Linked DNA regions of Mus musculus: region 1 is linked to region 2. The links are chromatin contacts, called in public Hi-C maps. All regions are on one chromosome and are shown on one strand. The core of a region is the stretch at or near the end of the contact, and the rest is flanking DNA. Distances in the headings are between cores, read along the strand shown.

Region 1 (2,700 bases), core at 60-2,559, 72 kb after region 2:
CTGGTCTACAGGGTGAGTTCCAGGACATCCAGAGCTATACAAAGAAATCCTGTCTTGAAAAACAACAACAACAACAAAAAAAATGTATAAATATAACTAAATACTATTTATGTACCAGGCTTTGCAGCTAGTAAACATTAATAAACTCATTGCTTCTCTTTACTGGGCTATATAGAATTGGGAACCAAAATAATGACAGCTATCGAAGTAAAAACATCCCTTTAGCCACAGTTGCACAGCATTCTCACAGAAAGCCCCAGAAAGCCCCTTCCTCTGAGTGCTTCTACTCAGAAAAGCTGTCCGCACGCCATGGCAGGAGCTGGGGTGGACCGTGGGAAGGAAGAGCCCTGCAGAACCTACTTCCCAGGTTTCTCAGGAAGGAAGGAGAAACTGAAAACCAATCATCCAGGTCAGAGCCTCTCCCTAGTACTTAGCTGTCCTTCAATTTCCGCCTGAGGAGAAGAGAAAGGGTGACTCACTTCACTCACTCACTTCACAGCCTGGGAAGATAATTAGAAGGGAAAAATAAATCTTTAAACCACTTGTGATTTAAAGTTCTTAGAACTGGTCACTGTAGCCCCTCAACTCAAAGTCCAATCTAGGCCTTTCCTTTTTTCTTATTATTTTCCTCCTCACACCCTCCCATTTGTTTTGTTTTTTTGAAAGAGGGTCTCTTTGTGTGGCGTATTTCTGCCTAGAACACTAAAATACTCTCACACTTTAAAACTTCTAATATTCCTGCCAGCTTCAGCCTTCTGGGTGATAGTATTACACACAGGTTGTGCCACCACACCTGGCTCAACTCCTGATCTTTTAGACCCCACCTTTTCTTCAGTGTCATTTCCAACAAAATAAATCACCCAACTCCTTGTGTATCCTGCCAAATTTTACCTTTAAACCTGTCAGTATATTTCAGTGAAATACATAATAGTAAAATTGAGTTTATCTATTGTTAAAATAAAGACTGTCCCCACAGTGACAGAATGTCTAAGTGATTCAAATAATTCACCTTCTTCATGAACAGTATCTCCTAGACTGAGACTTGCAGCCTCTAGCTTTAGGACTCTAGCTGAAGGAGCAATTCACCTCAACAATCTGTGAGCAAAGCCTGCTTCAGCCACACCCTATGCTCTACTTGTCTTAAGGAAAAGCTTTCCTTGTTTTAGCACTCTGCTAAATTCTAAGATGACCACTCCAAGTGGCCTATTTGAATCGGTTGCCTTTGATAGAAAGAGATGTAGCCAGACCTAAGAGAAAAGTTAGGACTTGTCCTTAGCTCTGTAAGTAATAATCACAGAGCACAAGAAGTTTAGGGAGTGGCTGCAGCTCAGAAGCTGAGTCACTGATGGGATCCCAGACAGAAACCACCCCAGGTAGAACAGGTTCTTCTGCCCACCCATTCATTATGCCTATTTTCAATGCCAAGTAAAAGGGGAAGTGGGGGTTTCAATAGACACTCTTCTGAAATCTTGTTCCCTAACATTTCTAACACTTCCTACTACTTAAAAGGAAAAAAAAAGTTCAAATTCCTAGAAAGGAAAACTCAACCAATGAGTCTTAGATTCTAATTCTTTCTCAATTCACAGGAAACTCTTAAGCTTGCTACTTGTCACTTCAGTTGTGTGATACACACATGAAAATAAAGAAGCATGTCTGAAAAGATGCTAAAATTCTTCTGTGGGGGAGAAGGAGGCAGGTCCTGTTCTTGGTTTGAGGCAGGTTCTCATTATGTGGACCAGGTTGTTCTCTTCTTACTCAAAGATCCATCTGATTGCCTCCCAAGTGCTGAGATTAAACGCATGTGCCATGCTTTACTACTAGAATTCTTTTTAAATCAGCTTGTATCATACTGAGAATTCACCAGATATAAGACGCAAGAAAAATCTTCACTATCACCAATTATCATTTCGGCTCTTTCATCCTTGATCCCATCTCCCCTATGTGAGGTACTAGAGATTGAAGGACATTTAAAGCTGAGGCAGTAAGCTCCTAAGGAACATGCCTATGCCCCCCACCCAAGCCTAGCATTCTGCTTGAGCATTTGTCTAGTGTTTCTTGATGAGACAGCTGGAATGAAAGCCCCGTTTCCAGCCTAGAAATTCATCAAGGAACAATTCCGTAAAGATTCCATGGAAAACAATTTGTCCTCTGAGAGATTCCTAAGTTTTTCTTTACACTTGCTTCTTGTACTTCTATACCCTGTAATTTCCAGCATCTGAACCATGTATGCTGTAGGATCTAGGCACTTTCCTGGATGAGGAAAACCACACGGGAAGGAAAGGAACAGCCATGCTTCAATTAATGCCCCAGATCATCAGGCTGTTCCCACTCAAATCAGATGCTAAGCCCTCTCCACAGAGAAGAGAAGAGAAGAGAAGAGAAGAGAAGAGAAGAGAAGAGAAGAGAAGAGAAGAGAAGAGAAGAGAAGAGAAGAGAAGAGAAGAGAAGAGAAGAGAAGAGACCTCCACAGAGGTTGCCCAAAGAGTGGAAAAGACCTGAGGCAGAATCTGAAAGAAAGAAAGCAAGTTGGGCCTCGGATAGGACACTGGAGAGACCATCCGGATTAGTAACTAACCTGCTTTTTTATTCTACCAAAAACAGAGATCTCCCTACCTCTTCTCCCCAACTTTAGAAATGGAAAATTGAGACTTTGTACTTGGGAACACTATAGAGGAGATCAATTTAGTGATTCCCAATGAT
Region 2 (2,778 bases), core at 90-2,589:
GGCCAATCGGGGCCACACAGAGAAAGCAAACCCTATTTTAAAAAGAGAAAAGAAGTGAAAGGGAAAAAATAACATAAAAAGTGTCTCTTGTGCCTCTGGGGTAGCTTACACCCAATTGGGGTAGCAATCTAAGTACTGAGGAGGTTAAGGCAGGGAGATCCTTGGGAGTCCAGCCTGGGCTACATAAGCTCCATGATAGCCTGGGTTATACTGTGTGATCCTGTTCTCCCCTCCCCAAAAACAAACCACCCACCAGGAATTTGATTCCATCTTCCCCTGACTGGCATGGTAGCAGCTCTTCGGAGCTTTCTAGGAGCTATGTGCTGGAGCAATGGACCTGTGCTGCATTAAAAAGTTCCTTGGTCCTGAGAGATTACCAGGTTTTCAGTAACCAGGGCCACAAAGGTTTCTGGGCCAGGGGCATCTGAAGGACACAAATACTTAGGCCCTAAGTTGGCCATCCTGGCTTGACTCAGCTCCAGGTAGCATGTAGCCAAGCTGAGAGATGAGCTTGACTTAGTGATATCAACTAAGCTAGCCTAGAACTCAGCATTGCTCCTCGTCTCAGCTACCTACTGATGGGACTATGGGTGTGTATTACATCCACGGCAGAATTTAATGTTTATTTTCTTTTTCATTTTGCTTGTTTGCGTCAGGATCTCCACTCTGCAGTCTAAGCTGGCCTGTAACCCTAGATAGTCCAAACTGTCTTCAAACTCTTGAAGTCATCCTCACACCTCAGTTTTCAGAATGCTAAAACTACAGATGATGGCCACCATACAAGATGAATTTGTAGCTCCTACTGTAAATTTGTAATTTCAGAAAAGTATGTGGAGACTGAGGAATACAGTTCAGGGGTACAAAGCTAAGAGGTCTTGTGCCACAACAAAAACTGGTCCACAGGCAGGAAGATCACTGGAGTCTGGGATAGGAGTTTGAGGAAACGACACACTGAGAGATATCATCACAAAAGGAAGAAGGGTGGGGGAATCACTTCGTCAAGGCCTAAGTTCAGAAACAACATAGAACATTACTTTTGCTCTTTTCCCCCCTCCTACATATCCTTGCAACTCCCCAAATCCTAGCATATTAACACTGGCTAAAGTTGGGCTAGCTTTGAAGCAAAAGAAAGGTGTGACTCTATCAAGGAACCCAGGACTAAGAGGGCATGGAAAGAAACAAAACCTGCTTCTCTTTGGAGCTGTATGACACATACACAGGACTGGTCTAACAAGTCCTTCTGATCTCTCAGGCCAGGCCACCTCCCTCTCCTCCCCCATTAGCCAGGTGCCTCTCTCCAAGGCCCTCCACTGGGACAGATACTGAATTTTTTCAACAGACACCGAGACAGCTACTCATCTAGATCCCTCTGCAACAGAAGCAAAGGGACCTTGCCTAGCCTTATAAGGAAAAAGCAGGGCTCGAGAGAAGCCGATAAGGAAACTAAGATAAAAGGGAGGGGTGGGGGAGGGGTCAGACTCCAGGAAGGGGACAGGCCAAATGCCTTTCTCCTTCCTGAAGGGAGGGCAGTAAAGTGAGAAAAATCTAACAGAATTTGATGATACTGTGTAACTCTTATTAAAAGAGAAGGAAGGGGGGGGTGAATAACATTTGAAATGTAAATGAAGAAAATATCTAATTAAAATTTTTTTTTAAAAAAAGGAAAGGGAAGGAAAATTCTTAAATCTGCTGTGATTTATTATATTCCCCCCAGCCCCCCCCCCCAAAAAAAAAACCCTAGAAGAAAAGCTTACGCTTCGGGTTTAGGAGAAGCCATTCAACTGACATGAACTCACATTCTTTGTTTTTAAAACACAGCTTCTCACCAATCCTTTTACTTTCTCTCTATGTCATTCCTCATCTCTTGCTCATCATTTGAAAATAACTTGGAAAAGGTGGAATCATGTACCTGAGCCATATGCACAAAGTCCCTCATTTTTCAAAGCCTTGATGAGACTATCAATAGATACCCCTTCTGTGAGGTTTTGGAAACATCTGTCTTTATGAACAACAGTGCATCTATGAAGAAAGCAGTGACAGGAAGCACGACACTTTAACTATATTAACAGGTAACAGGATGAAATGCTTTCCCATCTGAATGAAAGATAAAACCCAGGCCTAGAGCACAGTGTGCTGCAATCTCCCCATAGAAATTCTCAGCAGAATCTTCTCAGTACCTTCTGATCCAGTACCAACCTGTCTGTAAGGTGGTCTGGCCAGTACCTGTGTGATGGCCATATTCTCTGAAAACCTAGGTGGGCTCCAGCGGCTCTCTGCCCACAGTGCTATGTCTGCTTTGCTATACTAAGTGAACATATCGTAAGTAGCACTGCCGGTAAGCAGCCCTACTCAAGGCCATAGTACTTCTCCCCACACGGGAGGGTAGGAACTTTCTATGCTTCCAGTGTTATGAGTCATCCTAAGTACACAAAAGTTAAAACAAGGGGTTTTATTGTTATTTTTTGAGCAGGATATGATAGTATTACATACTTGTAATCCAAATACAAAAAATACAAGGGAGGCTGAAACAAGAGAATTTCAAGCTAGTCTGGGCTACAGAGTGAGCTCCTATCTTCTCTCTCTCTCTCTCTCTCTCTCTCTCACACACACACACACACACACACACACACACACACACACGTTTGAGGAAGGAAGTAGGGTAGACATGGGCAAGGAGTAGTGGATCCACCCCGAGGGACCTTTGGGTCTTACCTTCCCTTTACAAGGCAAAGCATTCCTCAGTTCTGGGGCTCGTATTCTATACGTTTCTTTTTTGTT

The links. Hi-C and Micro-C count contacts between places; a contact is called where the count stands out from the background.
Region 1: a Hi-C map of epidermal suprabasal cells shows a contact between it and region 2, with 1.9 times the contacts expected there. The contact joins two enhancer-like sites. A contact is called at or near these places in 2 of 39 promoter capture datasets (cranial neural crest and embryonic stem cells), 3 of 484 Hi-C or Micro-C datasets (epidermal suprabasal cells, muscle stem cells and uterus), 5 of 115 datasets of contacts at active chromatin or transcription factors (embryonic stem cells, extraembryonic endoderm stem cells, heart atrium and 2 more) and 3 of 9 other capture datasets (adipose tissue, liver and pancreatic islet).

The regions. Positions count from the first base shown.
Region 1 is chr2:84,704,127-84,706,826 of GRCm38.p6, forward strand. All of the region lies in intron 2 of Zdhhc5 (zinc finger, DHHC domain containing 5), which reads right to left. Among named protein-coding and RNA genes, the nearest start is that of Zdhhc5, 9.7 kb to the right of the region's middle. Within about 2 kb of position 1,310, at least 42 of the 459 cell types and tissues checked have an H3K27ac peak or open chromatin away from gene starts, as enhancers often do. A contact at or near this core is called in epidermal suprabasal cells, trophoblast stem cells and uterus, where this site is marked.
Region 2 is chr2:84,631,867-84,634,644 of GRCm38.p6, forward strand. All of the region lies in intron 1 of Ctnnd1 (catenin (cadherin associated protein), delta 1), which reads right to left. Among named protein-coding and RNA genes, the nearest start is that of Ctnnd1, 17 kb to the right of the region's middle. Within about 2 kb of position 1,340, at least 154 of the 459 cell types and tissues checked have an H3K27ac peak or open chromatin away from gene starts, as enhancers often do. A contact at or near this core is called in epidermal suprabasal cells, trophoblast stem cells and uterus, where this site is marked.